3 separate regions of the Drosophila melanogaster genome follow, and all the other regions are linked to region 1. A link is a contact called in public Hi-C and targeted proximity ligation data. All regions are on one chromosome and are shown on one strand. The core of a region is the stretch at or near the end of the contact, and the rest is flanking DNA. Distances in the headings are between cores, read along the strand shown. Region 1 overlaps Eip75B (Ecdysone-induced protein 75B). Region 2 overlaps CG14073. Region 3 overlaps ftz-f1 (ftz transcription factor 1).

Region 1 (3,275 bases), core at 447-2,946:
CATTATCGATGCCTTTCATCTGCACTCCCCTTTGATTTATTCCTAGTGCGAAAAACGTGACCGCAAATGTGCCTGGTTTTTTTTCTTCTCTCGTTGGTGAAATGTGAAAGTTCACCCACATACAAATTTTTCGGTTGCAGCCAAAGGCAGAAATTAAAAATCTAAAAAAAGAGAAAGTGTAACAGGGGAGAGAAGACTGAACACCGAAGACTGACAGACTGAAGAAACACAGAAACGCAGAGGCAGCTGAGGCATTGACCCACTTCGAAGGGCTGTAAATATGGCAGGGGAAGACGGGGCACTTCCTGCGTGACAACAGGACAACAGCTGTACGTTGCACCTGCTACGCAATGCAGTGAAGTGTGTAATTGATGGGGCCCATAATTTTATGCTCAAGTTTAGGTTTAAGCACCGCTTACAAGGCCGAAAACTAACCGAATGTGTCCTTTTTCCAATTGCAGCTGTGCGTTTTGGACGCGTGCCGAAGCGCGAAAAGGCGCGTATCCTGGCGGCCATGCAACAGAGCACCCAGAATCGCGGCCAGCAGCGAGCCCTCGCCACCGAGCTGGATGACCAGCCACGCCTCCTCGCCGCCGTGCTGCGCGCCCACCTCGAGACCTGTGAGTTCACCAAGGAGAAGGTCTCGGCGATGCGGCAGCGGGCGCGGGATTGCCCCTCCTACTCCATGCCCACACTTCTGGTAAGTCTCACCCTAAGTTCCCAAAGTGGGAAATATAGATAGAAAATGTAAGAAACTATAATAGGATATTGTCAGATTTTTAGCGTGAGCAGCAAATCATTACAATATTATGGTTTTTTTTTTTAATTTATTACCATCCGGTCAAGTAGAACAAACAAGCATATATTGTGGAGATTTTACAACTCCATTTACAGAGACAATCATAAATAACCATTGGCCATAAAATTATGAAAATGTCTAGCAGCTGCCCTATGTAGACAATCAGTACGTTATTAATTGACCGCCAAAGGTTACGGCGTAGGCGAAGTCACATTTCCGGGCCGCCGACTTCTGTTGACATGCATAGATCAGCAAAACAATATCAACTAGCTAGTAACTGCTTTTTGCCTTTTGCTCACTAGCAACTGGCAACTGGCAACTTGGCTTACTGGTTACTGCCTACTGCCGGCGTTAGTCATGCGCCAAGGTGAACCTGTTTGCACGATTCTAAACCAGGAAATCGAGCGCCACACGTAGACGCGTCTACGAGCCACTCTTTTCAGAGTCTTCGCTCTTCGGCGATTCTTGCGGGGCCTCCAAACGTGGCCATTGAAGTGGCAAGTTTGGGGTCAAGTTCTTGACGAAAAGCTTGTCAATGTCAGATTTATGACGTTTCCCCTGACAGCTAAATGATGAATGCTATGAATGCTAGCTATCGTTTATTTCTGTGATTACTTTGTAAATTCCATAAAGTGTTTATTTTACAATCGACGTCACTTGGTTTTTTTTTTTTTGTGGCCAAATAGATCGTGGTGGAGAATAGAGGAAGTACAGATTCGGCGCTGTAAATAATAGCCCAAAAAAATCATTTCACATACCATAACCAAAAGCGATAAAGAAAAGTGCTATATAACAAAAAAAAAACGTGTCCCGGCTCTCGGCAACAACAAAGTACGCAAACAAAGTTCTAAAGCTCAAGGTCAAGCGTAGCGTCATTATTAATGAAAGCACACACACACAAGCATCGGCTGCTATCACGGTGGGAAAGAGAGGGATAGCACAGGATTAGAGAGAGACCAAGCGAGCTGGCCAGACACATGCGTTGTCCATTTAAATAAATTATTATTAAAATATTTAAAAGCGACACGAGCACAACGAAAAATGGGAAAAACATTGGCACAAAGTCAGAGTCAAGTGCAAGGCTAAAAAAGTTAAAATTTGATTTGGTGTTTGGGGAGGAAAGAAAGGAAATCAAATGCGATCGACAAGTTTAAGAAGTACTATGTGTAGTATAGAACAGCGACCTTGGAGCAAGTTATTTTTTAACCTTGGAGTGAGCGAAATGAGCGGATCCGCTTCCCTCTCTTTCTCTGTTTGCAGTTCATATTTTCCACTATATATGAGTAAACAATAATGGCACAAAAAATATGCATAAAATGTCATGAGTATGAGGAAGCGAATGCCAGACAAACGGCGTCACAAAACTGCAATACACATATATACATATCTATGTACATGTATGCACAGATACAGATACAGTGAGAGCAATCTGTAAAATTGTCAGGTGGTTCATTTAGACAGCGTCGTAATATGCAAAATGTCAGCAATTCAGTTTATGACGGAAGGCGGAAGATTCGCCGGCGGTGCAAGGTGAGGCTAAGGCGCTACGATCTCGGTGAAATTCGGAATTCGGAACCGAAATAGAAATTCCTCTAGCGAAACGATTAGCCCTAAAGATTATTCAATCTGTGGCTGTCCATATCAGCCGGTACATGAGTTCTGCGAATTATTTTTGGCAAAAACTCAAGGCCACACTAACGCCAATTGAAGGTCGAATCGAATCGGATGGGATGTTATGGGATCTTGTGATATGTCAGGAAAGGCAATTCGGGTAGCGGGAGTCGAGTCATAAATAGCCCCCCCACACAACACACTCATTAGTATTTTTCGCAAACTATTTCCGCTTTTGCGCAGATGAGAAATATTTTCGTGGCGGAAAATCAAATGATACGACGACGTCAAAGCGCCGGCAAAAAGAAAATGTGGCGAAAATCAGTTTGCCGGTTGCCGGCTGCTATTTTCCCTCTCTCTTTCGTGCGAGCGCGTTTCTATGGCATTCTTTTTTTTATGTTTCTGCGCGAAGAAAACACATTTTCAAGGTTAATCAAACGAAAATCGAATCAGAAAAGAGATTCGGCGGCAGACAGCACAACGTGTGCTTATTGAAACAGAACGTAGCAAGTAAAAAGCGAGAAGCACACATGAAAGAAATCAAACGTAAATTAAAATCCAAGTCGCTGAAAACAATGGTGGGCAGATGATGATGATAGATGGCACGGGGAGGGGGTGGTTGGGCGTGGGGTGGCACGTTCGCTGTCTGGGGCACTTGGCGCATGTTCGTGTAACTCAAAACCCGGAAAGCCAAATGGCGAAATAACATGCACATTCGCTCGGCTTAGACGCTGAGCAATTCCCACACCCCGCCCCTTTTTTTCCACCTCATTCCGCTGGCGAAATACAAAAAACACGCGTCGAAAGCAGGAAAAAGAATAACAACCATAGAGTAACAGCACACAATCCGGAACCTTGAACTCTA
Region 2 (3,275 bases), core at 519-3,018, 860 kb before region 1:
CTCATTTCATTCGGGATTACATTGTGTTCTGTACAATTTGACACCTGTTGAAGTGTGAAGCGAATTTCAAAGTTACAAAACTCGGTTTACAAAGTTGAATGAATGAATGAGATACGAAAACAAACACAAGTATTATTGGGGTAGATGAACCTTTCGGCAAAATTATTTATATCGCGAATAAATTTGTTCATTTTATCAAGGCTATAAAAGCTTAATTAATAATATTATTCCGTAATTAATATGATTAAAATAATTGCTTACAGAATGTATTTAAATATTAAATAGGGGGATGAATTAAAATAGACTTAACAGGTAACTTTAATTTTAATTTTTCTAAGTGGTCAATAAATGCCCACTTAAATGTTGGAATTATATAGAACTAATATGGTAATTCCTCTAACTAAATTCATTCATATGTCATCTTAGCAAAGACCGTTATCATATTATATTTCTTCGTCGTCTGTTGCCTTCCCATGCAATTTCATAATTTTCCTGATTAGTTTGTCAAGTAGAAAGCAGAACGGAACTGAAGTAACTCTAATGACAATAATCACAACGCATGCAATGCAAATGGAATTTGTGTCACTCGTTTAGCGTGATCTAATTTCATATAATGGCATTTGTTACCTTATAAATTGAATCGAATGGAAATGAGAAAATGGGAACGCTACTACTAGGTGTGAAATTTGGGTTATATTTTAACGATTCACTGAATAAATGTGTCCAATTTTATGTCAACTTACTTGCAAAAGTATGTGTAATTGGTGGGAATTCTAGTTACTAGTGTTTTCAATTCTTTTTTAAAAAAAAGTAATTTGTTTTAAAATAAGAAATACATTTTGATGGATACAATTCACATAAGAGGAATTTTGTGCATACATTCCATTTTCAATGCAATATGCTTTGTTCATTTAAGATATATGCTAATTATAGCAGCGACCTTAGTATTGATGACTCAGAAATATATTTTTGCATTTGTATGTTTTATTAGTCATAAATGTTCATAAGTATGCATACTTATTTATAAAAACTCTTGTATATTTAAGACAAATATTTGACTCAACAGTCGTTCTTTTGTTTAAATATCCTTTATTTATGTTCTTAAGCAATAAATGATAAATACTTTGGAAATATAGTAGAAAATAATAAAATTTAACGCTAGTTAATTACAAACTTTTTTAAACTGGAGTTATATTTTGCATTGTTTGCAATTCCACATTTTTGCTTTGAAGTCGTGTGCAAATTTTTTAAAAATGATGTAATTCGTTAAACTTTTTTATGTTTCCCACTTAACTTCTTTCTTTCCTTCTTTTCGCCCAACTTTCCTTGCCAATTTTAACTTGTTACCAATTCCTTTGACTGTGTTCATACATACATACATATCTCTTCATTAAAGGTATCTATTTGCGCTTCCTCTTCTTCATGTACGCATTTCACAACTCATAATTTCGGGCAATTAAATCATTGTATGACAAATTGACTTCAAAAAGCAATGAAAAAGGGGCAGCAACAACAATAAAACAATTACAGAACCGATGAACAGGAAAAAAATGCCAAGTAGTACAACAAAATAAAACGAAACTTGCGGCAATGAAAAGGCAGCAACAACTGCAAATAAAATGCTAATAAATTGAAATGAAATTGACAAAAACAACAAGGGAAGCACGACAACTGCTGTTTGTTGTTTTTGTCACTGCTCGCTTTGTTGTTTCGTTCGTTGAAGAAGGAGAGAGAGAGCACGACAATGTAAAAAAAAAACGTGTGCACATTAGGTGGATGAGTGAGTGAGAGGGGTTGGGGGCGGTGCGAAAGAGAGGGCGGCAGTCGTTGACATTGTTGTTATCTTAAATTGTACCGCTTACTTGCTGATTTCTTGTTGTTTCTTTAGCTTCTGTTTATTTGATTTTGACATCATCTTAATGCAAACAGCCAGTGTGCGACCGAGATAGCAGCGCGTCAACGGCTTCGCTCCGTCCTTGTCGCTCACCGCGTTTTATGTGTATTACAACATTTTTTGCGGCGGCGACATTAATTCTACAGATACAGATACAAAACAAGCGCACTTCAAGATACAGATACAAGCCAACAAAAACAACACACACGAACAAAAGAGTAAACAGATGCAAACACAACAACGATCCACTCACTAATTTATCTGTGCGTTTTGTTGGCCCCCAAAGGCGTACAACAACAACAACAATAGCTGCCAGCATGGTGAGGAGAAAATATCTCAATGATCATGTGTTCGTTCTGCCATCATTATCATAATCATTTGGACGATCATCTGCTCGAGTTTTGGCACTCGTCTTCATTCTCTTTCGACTTACACAAAAGTATCTCAACGTCTCAACCGTTCATCTTAATATGCAAATACAAATCAAACCAAATCCATTTAACTTATCACGGTGATCAACCGGTGTTGAAAAACTTTCAGATACAGTTGTAAAATTCGTACGATTTTATTGATATTCTGTATTTGGTGTGCACTGTTTTGTTTATAATCAATATTAATGACCTTTTTTATTTAAATGTAACTGGCAAGCATTGAAAATGAAATTGTGAATTCTTCGATAATTAAATTACACTGTGTACACTGTTTATAGAATTATATATTTATATAATCAAATATTATATTATATTATTATATTAAATATTATATTATACAGCTGTTGCTGTATACTATGTTCAAAAAATAAGAGGATTAACAGTCATTATCTTTAGTTATGTATGTAAAAAAAGAAACAAATACCTCATTAATTCTATGCGGAACTTGGGGTTCCCGTAAATTCCCATAAAAATAAGGGAAACTGAAAAATACTTACGAAGCCTGATCATTAAAATGCTAATTTTCGTATTATAAATTCATTAGGTTTGTGTACATATAATATTTGTAGGTTTAAACATTTTGAAATTTCTTTGAGATTTGTTAGCGAATGATAATGCCAAAGGAGCAAGTTATACACAATAAATTAAGCAATCCATCATTACTAATGAAAATCTTTATCGAAGTTTCTTTTGCTTTAATGAGCATTTACACAACTTTCATCTATACACCTATTCATCAACTGTCATGAATCATTTGTTGGTTATTTTAATAACCAAATTGAAAGAATGATTTAAAATACAATAACATTTTTATGGTAAAACCCAATTTCTGTACATTCATTTGATAGTACACTGTATTGTTTATTGTTTAATATAACATTTAATAAACATTGAATTACACGGAAGACATAAAGCCATTTGTTTTCCTTGCATATGTATGTACAATGTGA
Region 3 (3,275 bases), core at 473-2,972, 800 kb before region 1:
AGTCAAAGTTATTTAAGGGAAAAACAACTTGAACCACACTAGTTGAGAGGGCGCCCCACAAACCAGCATGTGCTGCGAATATATGTAGTACACAGACATGTACTGCCATATGTACTGCCATATATACATACATACATACATATATGTTTGAAACCCCATCTACAAATACACATACATAAATGCATATATACGTGGATCCAAGTGTACATATATTCAGAGCCAGTGCAGCATGCACCGGTCCCAAAAGAATTCCACGCCCTCACCCACAAAACAAGGCTCTGCCTGCGTCGCTGCTGCGAGAGAGCCGCGAGTGGAGAGCGGGTAGGGGGGAGGGCATAGCAGAGCAGGGAGCAAAAACAAAGCTCGAAACCAAAACACAAAAAAGCGGCAAACGGAAAAAGAGAGACTTAGTGAAGCTCTCTCGCCTTTTTTTTTTACAGGGCGCACTTTAAATAAGGAACATAACGTGTAGGGTCTTTCGTTAATAAAATAACAAATAATAAAATTGTATCATATCTTAATGTTTGTTCTAATAAGCAATTCCATAAACCTGTCAAAGGACTTTCCATATTTTGCATTTGTTTTCTTTTACGTTAATTTATAAATAATAGGAAGTACAGTAGCAAATGAGATTCTGTATTTTTTTAAAACTTTAACTATTGAACGAATATGTGCTTCTCTTGTACTTGATTACGCTGTTCTCTTTTCAAAAATTGTTTGCATTTTGTAATAGATTTTTCCTGACTGACTGCTTTTGTGGACTGGATTCAAACTAGCACGAGCAATTTTTGTTTTGCGTTTCTGTTTTTCTTTTTTGTTTGTTACTTATCATTTGAAACGCTCACTTGACTTGCCACATGTTGTGTTGTTTGTGGGGCAGCGTCAAACAAACTGTGGAAATTATTATGCAAAGTGTGAAAAGCGTGAAAATTGTGATTGCCGGACGCCGAAATTGCTTTTGGGTGGAGTTTTTGAGCCTTAGATAAATTGTTATTTATTTGTACATAAATGCTACAAAATGTAATTGAATATTGTGGTTTTTATTGTAAGATCAGGGAATTCTCTTCTTATTTTAAACAGTACTGAGTAATTATTGCACGAAAAGGATCCATTAGTTTCCATTAGTGTACTAGGTGCATTCAAGTTTTATTTCCATATTTCAAAAAAGTTGTTGAATCAGAAAAATATAATAAAATAAGAAAATATTATATCCAAGAAATGCATTTTACATTAAACATTAAAATTACCAAATATATTTTGACTTACATTTTGTAACAACATTGTAAAACAATTATTTTAATTTTATATCAAATGTAAATTTTGTGATATTTTTTTTATTTTAATGCATGCTAAATTTCATTTAAATCTATCAAGTTGCACTTGCTAATTTCTAAAGGGATTGGCTTACTTCCGCTTATTTTCATTTCCCTTTTGGCTCTCGGTGAAAACACATGACCAACAAATATTGTCCATCAAAATTACGAGTGCTCGAACCAAATTCGTTTTTCATTTGAGTTTTACTTGTTGTCTTGTGGCACTCGCTCACACACACACAGGCACATTTCCTCAAGCGGCTCTCCGGTCACCCACACATTTAAATCACTTGAGTCAGCGGGGGCAGCGCAGTCGGCAGCGACGGCGGCGGCGACAGAGGCCGCAAAAACAACGTGTGTGCAATATACTCACTCATACGTATATCAATGTATCGCCATCTCAGTTCCGCCTTCGTGTACTTGGCCCATAGTGCCATCTCTTGCGCTCATGACCTAGATTCCACTGTGCGCTGGTGTGTGTGCACGTGATACGACAAAATGTTTGCCTCTCTCGTCGTTTTGCTGCGTGTAAGTGTGTAATCAATGCAACATGTAGTGTGATGTGCGCTTATGGCTGTATGTGTGTGTGTGTGTGCGAGTGAATTTTATTTTTAATACTCACTGAATTATTACGAACATTTTCGCTTCGTTGTCGTCGTCGTCGTCGTTTCTCGCCTTTTGCCTCTTTTCGTTCCGTTTCGTCTCGTTCCGTCCTTCCGTTTGCCTCTGATGAAATCTCTTTCGTCAGCGCCGGCTCCCCGCCAGCCCCCTCAGTTCACCCACCGATTTCCCAGCTACCGCCGACTATATCTCCCAGTCAGGCTTTGGCTTTGGTCTTTATAATTGCGGCAATTTTTAGCCGCTTTTGGATTTTGTGACTTGAGTGTTTTTTTTTTTATTTCAGGGGGCTATAAAGACCAGCGAGACTTTCGGCTTAGCTGGGTAACATGACTCACATGGCTCGAATGCCATATGTTTTTTGTTACGGAGGTAGGGTCAATAGGGATTTCTTTGCTGCTGTCGTGTGTAATTGGGAGTTTTGCTTCATTTTGTTGCCAAGTGGAATTATTTTGGTTAACAAATTGTTTGTTATAATCGCAGGGATTAATAGTAATGATAGGATCATTTATTCACGGAAATACTAATCTATTATGGATAAGGAATGGAATTAAGTACACTCTATTAAGAACAATCATAATAATAATATCATAATAATGGATGTTTAAAGAATACGAGGCGTATACTTAATATAACGTATACGACACGTTCTATGCATAACTACATTCGTTTCTCAATAAAAACGTAATGGTTTGTTGTTTTCTTTATCTAAAAGTAATATGCTTTATTGAACGGGGAAAGGTGTGAGTTATGGAAAGACGGCAGTATTTATTATTTATTGCCCTTAATCCTTAAATGCTCTTTCTTTGCCAAAAGCTTGAAAATTACTATCCCAAAAATTAAACAATCTTTTACATAATAGTAACTATTATTATTATTATAGTTATTATTATTATTATTATATTATTATAATTAACTTTGATATTCTTAATGCTACGTTACGTATACACAATATTTATAACAATTCCCACTTATCGATTAACTAACTATTTGTAAACTCAAAACAATTTGTAGCAGTGGAATAGTTAGTCATTAATTTAAAACACACACACACACCCAACATCCGCTAGGCTGAAAAATATACCAGAAAATAACGTATACGCACCACTGGTGCCAAATTAGTGTTTACCGAATTGCATATGCTGCGAGCAGCTTTAAAAGTAAAGGCAATACTCTAAAACGCCTACAAAAACGGCAAGTGACAGGCCTCGTATTGATTTTCCCGTTGTGTGAGAAATTTCCCAAAAAAAAAATAAAAGAAAGGGTGAAAAAAAAGGAAGGGCCGGAAGGTGGGAATAACTTTCAACAAACAATTTTGTCGCATACAAATTGAACCACTTAACC

What was found. Hi-C and Micro-C count contacts between places; a contact is called where the count stands out from the background.
Region 2: a contact with region 1 is called in a Hi-C map of the Kc167 cell line, with 5 times the contacts expected there. A contact is called at or near these places in 1 of 107 Hi-C or Micro-C datasets (the Kc167 cell line) and 1 of 7 datasets of targeted methods (the Kc167 cell line).
Region 3: a contact with region 1 is called in a targeted proximity ligation map of the Kc167 cell line, with 7 times the contacts expected there. A contact is called at or near these places in 4 of 107 Hi-C or Micro-C datasets (embryo and wing imaginal disc) and 1 of 7 datasets of targeted methods (the Kc167 cell line).

The regions. Positions count from the first base shown.
Region 1 is chr3L:17,956,807-17,960,081 of dm6, reverse strand. It overlaps Eip75B (Ecdysone-induced protein 75B), which reads left to right. Exons shown (of 8, transcript NM_001259893.2): 6 at 462-700. Among named protein-coding and RNA genes, the nearest start is that of lncRNA:CR45393, 11 kb to the right of the region's middle.
Region 2 is chr3L:18,812,939-18,816,213 of dm6, reverse strand. All of the region lies in intron 2 of CG14073, which reads left to right. Among named protein-coding and RNA genes, the nearest start is that of CG14073, 6.1 kb to the left of the region's middle.
Region 3 is chr3L:18,757,863-18,761,137 of dm6, reverse strand. All of the region lies in intron 3 of ftz-f1 (ftz transcription factor 1), which reads left to right. Among named protein-coding and RNA genes, the nearest start is that of lncRNA:CR45938, 5.4 kb to the right of the region's middle.